Linked DNA regions of Sus scrofa: all the other regions are linked to region 1. Evidence: chromatin contacts called from public HiChIP or PLAC-seq data. All regions are on one chromosome and are shown on one strand. The core of a region is the stretch at or near the end of the contact, and the rest is flanking DNA. Distances in the headings are between cores, read along the strand shown. Region 1 holds the start of ARHGAP4 (rho GTPase-activating protein 4). Region 2 holds the start of RPL10 (ribosomal protein L10). Region 3 holds the start of FAM58A (cyclin-related protein FAM58A).

Evidence for each region. HiChIP or PLAC-seq counts read pairs in DNA pulled down with a chosen protein or histone mark.
Region 2: a contact with region 1 is called in an H3K27ac HiChIP or PLAC-seq map of alveolar macrophages. The contact joins the promoter of RPL10 here to the promoter of ARHGAP4 in region 1. A contact is called at or near these places in 1 of 47 Hi-C or Micro-C datasets (liver) and 1 of 2 datasets of contacts at active chromatin or transcription factors (alveolar macrophages).
Region 3: a contact with region 1 is called in an H3K27ac HiChIP or PLAC-seq map of alveolar macrophages. The contact joins the promoter of FAM58A here to the promoter of ARHGAP4 in region 1. A contact is called at or near these places in 1 of 47 Hi-C or Micro-C datasets (liver) and 2 of 2 datasets of contacts at active chromatin or transcription factors (alveolar macrophages and skeletal muscle).

Annotation. Positions count from the first base shown.
Region 1 is chrX:124,653,985-124,658,144 of Sscrofa11.1, reverse strand. It overlaps ARHGAP4 (rho GTPase-activating protein 4), which reads left to right and starts at 2,833. Exons shown (of 23, transcript XM_003135484.5): 1 at 2,833-2,994. The coding sequence starts at 2,928.
Region 2 is chrX:124,925,945-124,929,926 of Sscrofa11.1, reverse strand. It overlaps RPL10 (ribosomal protein L10), which reads right to left and starts at 2,678. Exons shown (of 6, transcript NM_001044543.1): 1 at 2,510-2,678; 2 at 1,614-1,672; 3 at 1,416-1,523; 4 at 1,106-1,244; 5 at 431-593; 6 at 136-346. The coding sequence starts at 2,532. The coding sequence ends at 194.
Region 3 is chrX:124,368,131-124,371,777 of Sscrofa11.1, reverse strand. FAM58A (cyclin-related protein FAM58A) reads left to right here and starts at 1,706. Exons shown (of 5, transcript XM_003360487.4): 1 at 1,706-2,138. The coding sequence starts at 1,721.

The DNA.
Region 1 (4,160 bases), core at 1,584-4,083:
TAAAATTTTCTCTTGCGCCTTTCATGCCTGCTATTCCTTCTGGCTGCAGCGCCATTGTTTGCTGCCCCTCATCCCTGGGTGAGCCATGCCTGGACCACCCACCTCCCAGCGGAGCTCAGGACTCCTTAGCTGTCACTGTACCTTATGCCTCTGCTACCGCAGATGGCACACTGCGCCCCTGCTACGCTGAATAATTCGCCTCTGAGATCCGGAGCTCGGCTTTCTCTCTGGCTGGCGCCTGACACGTGACCAACAGGCAGCCGGGGAAGCGGAGACGAGTGGGTGAGGCCGGGAACAGGAAGATGCGCCTGCGCACGCTCGCCTGCTCGCTCGCTCGCTCGCTCGCAGGCGGGGCGGGGGAGGGAAGCTGTGTTCTGATTGGCTCGAGCTGCGGGCTTGCTCCGCGCCCCGCCCTCCGCGCTGGTGTCAGTCCCTTTCGGTTCGCCGGGAGCGCCGGGCTTCATTCCCAGGCTCTGATTGGCTCGGGGGCGGGGCCGCGGGCGGGACGGGGCGAGAGAGCATGCGCGCTACCCGAGCCGCGCCCCAGCGCTGGTGGGAGGGAGCCGGCGGAGGCTCCCACGGTTCCCTGCGGCGCTCTCCTTCCTCCGCCGTCCGGCCCGCCCTCTTGCCCTCCGTGCCCTGCGTCCCCGGCCGGCCTGTTGACGCTCGGCTGCCCCCCGGCGGTCGGGTTTCCTGGGCGGAGGTGGGAGCTGCGGCGGGGGCGGAGGACAGAGTGGGGAAGCTGCAGGCCGGACTGGCCCTGGGGGCCCAGCACTTCCTCCGCCTGTGGGAGGGGCCGCTTCAATGCCAAGGTGCTGAGGCTGGGAGGCCGAGAGAGTGGGAAAAGCAGGAACCCCTGTTCCCTAGCCTTGTGGCCGGGAGTGGGCTCCGGGGGACGTCTCCCCAGGGGATGAACCTATGCAGAGAGGTGCACAGCCTTGACCCCTGAAGCCCCCGTTGCGAAACTTCTTCTAGAAAACCAACGTGGGAAAATAGGAGGGGCATCACAGCGTCTTGAGGTGGGACCCTCGCTGTCTGATTCACGCTCTCATCTGACTGACGTGGACAGCTGTTAACAGCCTCCCCATTGCTCTCATCTCCCTCTGGTCCATCTTCCACGCAGCAGACCTGACCACGTTCGCCTTGCCGTCACCCCTCAGTCCCGAGTGTTCACTCCACCCGTCAGCAGTTTTAGCAAGGTCCTGCAGATTTGGCCCTACCCTTCTGCGCGATAACAGGCTTTTGGGTTCTTTGCAGGGGAACGACAGAGCTGAAGATAGAGCAAAGCAGTAGGGCCTTAAGTGCCAGACATGCACCCTAAAAGCCAGGGCTACCCAAGGTTTTACAGCAGTAGCCAAATGGGGCATCACATGCGTGTATTTCTGGAGTGTAAAGTAGCAGTTTGGAGGAGAGTATCTGAAAGTAGGAGCTGAGTCCAGTTGAGCAGCAGTTTCCAGTGGGCTTGAGCCTGGTGCCTGGCTCTGCTGGATGGGGGAGGGTCCAGCCAGTGCTCAGATGGGGGGGAGGGGGCGAGGTGTGTTGGGGCTAGCTGATGAGGGGCATGGGTCCCTGCTGGCCTCAGAGCAGCTTCCAGGCCTTTTGGCCCGGGCCCCGTAGGCACACTGCACCTCAGAGAAGGGCCTTGGTTCTGGAGGTGGGGGGCAGGGAGCTGAGGAGCCAAGAGAATTGCCCACAGTCCAAAGCCAAGAAGTACCTTCACAGAGTCCCCTCCTTCCCAGAGCTGCAGGTCAGGGTCACGTGTGCCCACATTTGTACAGAGCTCAACCTTGACATCCGTGCACACACTCCTGGATCCCTTGCACTAGTGCCTACAAGCCTGCCTTCCCCAGGCACAATCCCGGAGCCTAACTGCCTTCACCTCTTTCACCAGCGACAATACCCCAGGGATGTCCCTCCCACCCAACCGAAGATGGCTGGCTGTCAAATCTGGCTTGTCACCTGCTGCATGCACCCTGCCGTCTCAGTATACTGGAGAAAAACTGTAGTCCTGTGACTTCCAGTTGGTAGAGAGGGGTGAGGGGAAACTCCAGTGCCCCTGGATTAGAGAGGCTCCCAGATACCCCCCCCCCCCGCCAGGCTCAGTAAGGCCTTGCTCTGAGGGGGAAGGAAGAGGGCGGCCCCTCCCCAGCCCCCCAGGCCTAGGACAGAGCAGGTGCAAAGCTGCCGGGGAAGGGAGGCAGAAGAGTCTCTTCCGGCAGCAGGAAGTGGTAACCACCTATGGGGAAACAGGCTCGTTCCTCCCTACAGGGCTGAGCAGAAGGGGAACCTCAGCTCAGCCCTGCTGTCTGCCCCCCACCCCCACCACACGGGGGGCCTCCAGAGGACACCCCTTCTGTTTTCTGCTGCCGACCGACCTCCCTTCCCACCTGGCTCTCCAGGCTCCTTGTGCTTATCGCTTGGGGCTGTGACTTGGGAAGGATGGGACCCCATCTCATGTCCCGGGGGCCGGAGGGAAGCAGATGACCCAGGGGAGCCCACGGCCTGGGGCGGCTATGCTGTCCTGTCCCCTGGCATTGAGGGCCAATGGCCATGATGTGAAGGGCGCTGTCTGGCGGTGGTGATCAGACAGCCTTCTGGAGGTTGGGGGGAAGATGGCACCTGGGGGCTCTCACACCGGCCCTGGCTGCTTGGGCACAAGGCCGCCCCGGTGGTGCGCGGGCCACGAGGCCCGGCCACAGTGGGAACTCCTTCCCCCCACCCCCACGCTCAGCCCCCTCCCGGGCAGGGCAGCGGGTGGCGGCAGTGCCAGGCCTGGGCCGCCCCGCCCCCCCAGCCACGCGGGGGGAGGGACGGGGCGGGGCGGGGCCCGCGCAGGGTGCTGGCTGCTGGGCCCCAGGTCCCAGCGCCGGGCCCGCTCACGGCCGCGTGGGAAGAGCGGGGCTCGACGGCGCGGCCGCCGGGCGGCCATGGCCACGCACGGGAAGCTGCGCCGGGAGCGAGGGCCGCAGGCCGAGTATGAGGCGCAAGTCAAAGGTGAGAGGGCGCTGGGCGCGCCCGGCCTGGCCCCTGAGGAGGTGTTCTTGGGGGAGCCGGAAAAGTCCCCCAGAGGGGCTGGGGGAAGGAACCGAGCCGCCCGCCCGCCTGCCTCTCCACGGCCGCCTGCAGTTTCCCCTGCCTCCCTCGCCCCTTCTCTCCCTCCCTGCGTGCGCGGTGGCTCTGCCCTCCCCGCTTCTCCCTGCACCTCACCTAAGGAGCCCAAGGAGGGAAGGGGACACCCACCGGGTGCACCAAGGTGCTGCCCAGAGCGTGCCTCTCTAGCCTCGGGGAAGCCGAATACCTTGGCTTTGCTGGGGCGGGAGTGGGTGGGTAAGGGCGTCCTGATGGCTTTGCCCTCAAACCGCTCCATTCCCTGTAGCCCCGTCCCTCTGCCCTCCCCCTGGGCACCGAGGTGACTGCCTCAGCGTTTGAAGGCCACTGTGTCGGGGTCAAGCCAGGGCCGGGAATCTGGGCCTGAGAGACTTTCGGCCTCCTGGAGAGTAGCCCTCCTTGGGTTCTGATAAACACTCTGTCGCATCGCATGCAAATCAGCTTCTGCGGGTCTTATTCAGGGCGTGGTGACTCATACAAAGGGAAGAAGGCAGCAGCCAAGCACCAGCAGTTTGAGGCCCTAAAGTTTTCTGGTGTCTTCAGACGCACGACCTCCTGTATCACCCCTGAGTGGCTCAGTTTTACCAAGGAAGGAAATCGAAGCTCAGAGAGGAGCAGTGACTTGCTTGGGGTCACACAGCCCTGTAGTTCACAGGAGGTAGAGTCAAATGATCCCTGCGTTTCCTTCCAGTCCGCAGATGCAGGTTCCAACGTGATTGTCCAATGAAAGCAATTTACACCAAAATATGCTCCAGTCCTCCCCGGAGGGGACTTTGAGCAGGGCGAGCCAGCTCTCCAAGCCTTGCCTGCACCATTTCTCAGCTGGAGAGAGTGACCCCCAGCCTGCACCCCCCAAATGTCATGAGGCCGAAGGACTTGGGAGACTCTTCAGTCAGTAGATACGGGGCTGTTCATTCACACTGCAAAACTGGGGGCTTGGGCGAGGCTGTCCTTTAAGATGCTCCTTGCCTGCTCTGGATGTCTGGTGATTTTAGCTTCTGTTCCCTGTTCCCCTGCCCCCCACACCGGCCGAAAGAAACTTCCTACTGTGC
Region 2 (3,982 bases), core at 1,429-3,928, 270 kb before region 1:
TGTGAGCCTACAGCCTCTGATCTAGACAAGTCCGAGTGCAGGACCCAGCCCTTATCTGAATAGAAGCAACAGTGAGTGACCCTAGGGTTCCCAGAGGCTCCTCGCCTCCTATTAATCCAGATGCAAAGACAGAGGGACAGGAAAGTAGGATTTATTGTTCAGCGTTAAGGAAGGGACGCCGCCGCCAAGGCTCTCATGAGTGCAGGGCCCGCCATTTGTCCAGGGGGCCGCGGTTAGGGATGTATTTGACCCCGCAGCCATCGGGGATAAGCCGCTTTTCTGCCACCATGTTTTCAAATTCATCTGCGTTGAACTTAGTGAATCCCCACTTCTTAGAGATGTGGATCTAAAGAGAGACAAAGAATCAAGTCAGAAGGCCTGGGGACAGGAGCAGGCAAAGAGGAGAGACCAAAGCTGCAGCACTGCTTACCTTCTGGCGGCCAGGGAACTTGAACTTGGCCCTGCGCAGGGCCTCAATCACGTGCTCCTTGTTCTGCAGCTTGGTGCGGATGGACATGATGACTTGGCCAATGTGGACGCGGGCCACCGTGCCCTGGGGCTTTCCAAAGGCACCACGCATGCCTGTCTGGAGCCTGCATTGGGGACAGCATGCCAGTCATGACTGCCCACTGGAAAGGGCTGTCTCCAAGGTCCCTTAGGGCAGCCTATACCGGCAACAGGCTGCATACACTACCGAGGAGGCTGCTGTTTGCAGCCATTGCACACCGGGCCCCCATGGGGAAAAGAGCACGGTCGGCTTAATTGGCTGCAAAGAGGACCCTGGAACAGACTGGCTAGAATCCCTGCCAGGTGCCACAGAAAAAGCCCTCCAACCCGTGACCACCCCAGCTACGTGCCTGTGTGCAAGGATGGCATCAGGCTTAGAGATGAGCTACCTCCTCCGAAAGACCACCCTCCACCTGTTGCCCCCAAGCTGCGCTGCCTTTGTTCCCGGGATTCTGCGGCTTCTGTTCCGTCTGTGCGGTGGTCGGAGGAGAGTGTTTACTGAAATTCATTTCCCAGCCCTTGGCCTCTTGGCTCTGGCTGATGAAAAGCCTGATACGGAGGCTTCGAGATAAAGACAAAACTCCAAGACCCCGCTCACCTGTCAGCTCCGGCACAGGACAGCATCTTATTGATGCGGATGACGTGGAAGGGGTGTAGCCGCACTCGGATGTGAAAACCATCTTTGCCACAACTTTTCACCATGTACTTGTTGGCACAAATACGAGCAGCCTCCAGAGCTAGGGTGGGGGAGAAGGCAGCAGAGTGAGACAAAATGGCACGACTTGCTGGGGTTCTCTAGGAACATCTGGTTGTTTGGCAAGAGGCTCCTGACCAATGAATGACCTGCTGACTCCAGCAGAGCGAGGTCTAGCTCTGACTGGGACGATGAGCAAGGAGCCCGGCCTCACCTTCAGAGGAGAGTTGCTCGTACTCATCTGACACCATGTGGCCACAGAGCGGAAACTCATCCACTTTTGCCTTCTTCCGCCCCAGGTCAAAGATGCGGATCTTAGCATCTGAAGAAACAACTCTGGTTAGCGTCGGGGGTGCCACAGGCAACTGAGTCCGTGCGGCCGTAGAAGGTTGAGAGCCTTCCCGCTACTTACCAGGGACACCTCGGCAGAACCGAGACTTTGGGTACGGCTTGTTCTTGCAATACCGGTAACTGCGGAAGGCAGAAAAGACCCAGGCTTGTAAAGATTCACAAACGAAGGCCTCAATGGGCACTCTGAGTGCTACCTCAAGTTAAGACCAAAAGGGGAGCTGGGAAAGGTGAGATGACACACGTCCATCTCTAAGTTATGTCTCCACTCCTGGAGATTTGCCCTAAAGCAAGATGTAGCCAAAAGTTAGGACACCCGATCCGGGAGCTTATAAAGGAACGCCAGCATATCCTCCATCCCCTGCTGGTCTTTACACTTCCTATGAGGCCAACGCTTTGAAACAGACCATGTAAACATTTCATTTCATCTACCTAAAGACGTTTGGGCACGTGGCAATGAGTCCTTCTCTGAGCCACGTGAAGGGCTCCCGGCGCCCCCTGCAGGGCACACGAGGCGGCTGAGCTTTTCCGGGACTGCCCTTGGCCTCGGAGGAGCCTGAACGGCACGTCGCCTGGAAATAAGATGAGGATGGTATACAAAGGCCCAGAAAGAGCACTGAGCTTAAAAAGCCAGCGCATTTCGAGAACAGAGGGCGAGATGCAAGGCGGTTTCCATTGTAGCCCGAAACTGGGGCAGCGTATGCCGTGTAGGTCCAACCCGCAACTCGAACAAAATCGGAGAAACATAAATGACAAATAGCAGCCTGAACTTACTTTTTAAAAAAGACAGTTTAAACAAAGGCCTAAAGCGACCCGGATGGTACTGGGGAAAACGCGGAGTCTGTTCCCAGGGCAGGAAAGGCGCAAAAGGGAGACCCCACCCCATGGCTACTTTTAGTAGCCAAATGCAGTTCTCCCTCCCTTTTCCCAGCAGCAAAACTGCATGGACTAGGCACTCACCACCGGGCGGGGCGGCGGCCCATGGCGACACCAAGATCTTCAGTGGCTGCAACGAAACAGACAAAGTCGGAAGAAAAGACGAACACAGGCCTCAAGGGAGGAGACAGAAACGGCAAGGACACCGCCACGGCCTGATCCCGCGACTACTCACCGCGCCGAAGGAAAAGAGGCGCTCCCACGCCTGCGCATCCTTTATATAGGCGGTCTATCTTCACGGGTAGGAACCATAGAGTCTGGGGGCGGGCGAGGAGACGCTCTGTTAGACTTCCGGACCATAGACGCGGCGGTGCTCTGCGCATGTGTACGGGCGTGCCTGCGCACATGCGCAGAGCGGGAAGGCGGCTGAGCACCCGGCCGTGAGCGGCAGACTGGCGAATGGGGCTTCGCCACATCGGCTCGAGGAGCCAGCTTCCGGTTGGCCATCTTGGGCGTAAAATTCTTGCCCGAGGCTTCGCCGTAACTATAAAAGACATCTGTTCCTAGCACTGGAAGAAAGTACTCCCGAATGGGGCTCGCGGCGGCCGCACACCTGTCCCCTGGCATCGTGAGGCTTGGGACGAGCCCTCTGTGCCTCCCCCGTGCGGTTCCAGGGCTCGGCAGGGACGCACCCTAATGGAGCTTCGGCCATCGTTCCTTTGTGGACCGGGAGGCCCGCCCAACCCCACCCCCGTCCTCCCTGTCCTAAACGAGGAGTCTTGGCACCCACTTTGTTGCGAGCCAAGTCCCCGTTCCCTGGAGACCCGGGGCGGGGCGTATGCCCTCCCGCCAGAAAAGCCAAGGAAATGCGGCCACAAAGGTCCAGGGCTCTGGAGACCCCGTGACCACCATTGAGCCTACCCCTCCACAGCGGAGAAAATTAGACGTTATGCTCTCCAGAGTGACTTGGAGAAGAGGAAAAGGAAGGTGGCGACCACACCCAGTTAGCAAAGGAGCACTGTCACTTCAGCTGCGCCCGAGTTCTGGCTTCTGAAAGCTGCCTTGATCCGTGCTCCTGAAAGCTCCTACCCTCCCAAGGGACCAGGATGCGGCATCCCCCCCCCCCAAACACACACAGTGTCTTCTAGCGCCTCCTGAGTGTGCCTCTGAGATGTTTTGAGATAAAGCAAAGATCCTTCCCCTGTCTGTCCAAGAATGGTATCCAGAGAAGTGTGCAGAGCTAGTGCTCATGTCAGCAGGGATCCAAAGCAGAGGTGACCACGATCTGGAGGTAGGGACAGCAGGAAAGTAACAAGGTCTTCCCCATGCTACCTAACAGGCATGACTCACCTGTTCTCTAGGACTACCTGTAACTTTAGAGAATGTTTTCTTTAGGAAAACTTGGGGAGATTTGTGGCATGCATTTCCAGCAACAGGGTAGGGTCCGTCCCAGGGAACAGAGCCTCCCTTTCCAACAGGGTCATCTGGGTCTGGAAACTGGATGAGAAGATGTGACTTTCCCTGGGGGAGCTCAAGTCAGGTGCTGGGCTCCCAGAC
Region 3 (3,647 bases), core at 457-2,956, 290 kb after region 1:
CACATGCAAGACCCTCGGAGGGAGCTGGGGAGGAGGGTGTGGGGCAGGAATTCCTTCACGGGTCGAGCATGTGCAAAGGCCCCCCTGGGAGACCATAACCTTTGGGGAGCTACCCAAGGCCTTGGCCCTGAGGGGCCAGTCACCAGGGTGATTCCGCAAGGAGGGTGTTAGGCAGGGCAGGGGCTCCCCCGCCTTGAGTTTTAGGAAGCTCACTCTGGTGGCTGGTGTCACGGGCTATGGTAGTCCCCCCAAACAGGGGTCCCCACTCTAACTCCCGGATCCTTGTGAATGTGCTCTTATTTGCCAGCCTCCTGGATTACTTCGGTGGCCCTAAATGCAATGACAAGTGAGACAGAAAACGAGAGCCGCAGACACGGAGGAGACGGCATGTGAGGATGGGCGCAGCAGAGACGGGAGGGGTGCAGCCGCAAGCCAAGGGACAGATGTCTGGGGCCACCAGAAGCTGGAAGAGGCAGGAAGTATCCTCCTGCAGAGACTTGGTGACACCTTGGTTTCAGAGGTCTGGCCTCTAGAATTGCGGCCAGTTCTACAGTTGTAAGCCACCCAGTTTGCCTGTCATTTGTTACGGAAGCACCAGGAAAGTGACCCAGCTGGTGTGGAGAGAGGACCACGGGGGGAGCTAAGTAAGGCGGGGGCTGGAGAAGGACCTCAAGGTTGGCCGGGTAGGTGGGTGGGCGGGGGGGGGGGGAGGCTTTTTCCTCTTAATGTTCCCAGCTCTTTCAAGTCACAGCAACCGTCTGAATGTATCAGAATGACCAGAGTGACTGTCTGTCACTAGCTTGGGAGGCCCTTTGGGTGCTGCACCCCTAATGCCTGGAAGCCACCAACGAAATGCAGGATGGCACTGGGAGTTGGATATTCAACACCATTCATTCGGCAAACGTTACTGAGCTCCCACAGTGCCAGGCTGGAAAAGTGAGTGGCAACCAGATCCCCAAGGGATGCGGGACCCTCACGCAAACAGCCCTAACGGCCTCATTCTGGGCACAGCATTCCCTTCCGGGCTCATCTGTGGGTCTGGGGAACTGGCAAACCTGGATTCGGGTTTTGACACTGACATTGAACCTCAGGCTTTCTTTTTTTTCTTTTCTTTTCTTTTCTTCCTTCCTTCCTTTCTTTCTTTTTTTTTTTTTTTTTTTTTTTGTCTTTTTAGGGCCGCACCTGCGGCATATGGAAATTCCCAGGCTAGGGTTCTAATCGGAGCTGTAGCCGGCCTACGCCAGAGCCACAGCCACCCCAGATCTGAGATGTGCCTGTGACCTACACCGACAGTTCACAGCAACGCCAGATCCTTAACCCACTGAGCGAGGCCAGGGATCCAACTCGCATCCTCAAGGATACTAGTCGGGTTCCTTACCGCTGAGCCACAATGGGAACTCCCCCACGCCCTCCGTTAGGAGCCACTGACACCTCCGGTAAGCGCCCCCCCTCCGCGGCTTGGCAGACACAGCCAGCTGCTCCCGTCCTAAACCACGCTGGGCCACCAGCCCGGGAGCGACACCTTAGTTGGACCATAGGGACTTGTAGCTCACGCGCCTGGCGGGGCCGGGGTGGGGGGGGTGCTTCCGTACCTCCTAGGCCCTAGGAGCGCGCCCCCGCTCCGCCCCCGAGGCGCACTTGCGCCGCTCCGGCAATCACTCAGCCGGGAGACAGACTTACCGCTACTGGGGGCGGAGCGTGCGCTTCCCGGAGGCGGGGCATGAGCTTCCCAGGGGCGGGGCGTCGGCTCCTGGGGCGCGGTGTACGGCTTCCGGGGGCGGGGCAGGCGCTCGCCAGCCTCCAGGCAGCCGCGGTCTCTACGCCTGCGCCTGCGCTTAAGTTTGCGCCTGCGCACTCGGCAGGCCCCGCCTCCGGCGCGCAACTGCGCGCGCTCAGCCGGGGGCGGGGCGGGGCAGCTGCTCCCTCCCGAGGACCCCCGGGAACCGGCCGCCGCCCGTCGGGAACGCTTCTCCTTCCGGTGCGGGGAGGGGGGGGGTCTCGGCCCGTGGGGCGGGGCCTCATGGAGGCCGTCGGCCTGGGGACCTGCGGAGGAGGGGACGCGGCGCGAGGCGCAGAGGGGCGGCCAGCACCGGAGGCGAGGGTGCACTTCCGAGTGACGCGGTTCATCATGGAGGCAGGTAACCGCGTCTGGGAAGAGGGCGGGCCCCATGCGGACCAGACGTAGAGGCCGGGCCGCAGTGCTGCGCTCTCACCTGGCGGGCCCCAGCCCGCCTTGGGAGCGCCGAGCGGGCGGGGAGGGGCTGGCCTCGCGAGGACTCGCTTCCCGGAAGAGGGGTCCCTCCAGACGCGGAGCTGGCGCTGCTGTGCAGAGGGAAGAACGCGGGCCTGCGCTGCCTTAGCGAACACTGGGAGGCCCGGCTTAGGGGTATCGGCCTCTGCCTTTCCGTCACGCCCTGTGTGTTAGGCTTCGAGCTGCGAGGCCAAGAGGGTCATTGTCATTTCCCGGACGGGCGCGTAGTCCCAAAGAGAGGATGTGGAAAGGGACTGGCTCCAGCTAAAAGGTGGCGGAGTCGGGGCGCCCGCATCTCGGTTGAGTGTACGGTGCCTTCTGCCACACCTGTCTCCCAGCCTCGGGGGCACTGGCACTTGGTCAAATGGAGTCTTTTGGATCATGCCGCTGGCGAGGCTCGTGACAAGCTTTGTTGAGGAGGTCTCATCACACCGAGAACCTAGGGCGAGGGTTTGCCAAGTAAAAAAAAAGAAAAAGACTTGTAGGGGCACGTGCAGCCATACTGCCTAATCTGACATTGAGATTGAGGGGGTCCCATGTAGGAATTAACTGTGAAACTGAAGTTTAAACCTTGAAATGCTCAAAGTTCTTGAGGTGTCTCTTTCCAAGGATTCTTTCATTTCTTTCTTTCTATTTTTTTTTTTTTTTGTCTTTTTGCTTTTTCTAGGGTCGCTCCTGCGGCATATGGAGGTTCCCAGGCTAGGGGTTGAATCGGAGCTGTAGCCGCTGCGTACACCAGAGCCACAGCAACGCAGGATCTGAGCCACGCCTGCGACCTATACCACAGCTCGTGGCAACGCCGAATCCTTAACCCACTGAGCAAGGCCAGGGATGGAACCCACAACCTCATGGTTCCTAGTCGGATTCGTTAACCACTGCGCCACGACGGGAACTTCTCCAAGGATTTCTTGATAAAATGTATTGTTTACGCCCTTGTCCTCTGTGTGAGGCCAAATGTGGGTCCTCCAAAGATTCCCCCATGCTCGTCCCCAGAACCCGTGACTGTTACCTCATGCGGCAAGATTTTGCAGATGGGATTAAGCCATCCTTAAAGAGAGGCAGCAGGAGTAGACAGGCAGAGGAGAAGGCCATGTGAGGAGGGAAGCGTGGTTAGAAGCTGCTGGCTTTGAAGCTGGAGGAGGGGGCCGCCAGCCAAGAAATGCAGGCACCTCTAGAAGCTGGAAAGGGCAGGGAGATGGATTCTCACATGGAACCTCCAGAAGGAACCAGCCCTGCTGACACCTTGAGCTTAGCCCCCTAAGACTCATTTCAGGCTTCTGACAGCCAGGATTGTGAGAGGAGAAAAATATGTGTTGTTTCAAGCCACTTAGTTTGGGGTAATTTGTTATAGCAGCTCTGGGGAGCTAGTACGCCTTTGAAGGTAGAGGGTGCGGGA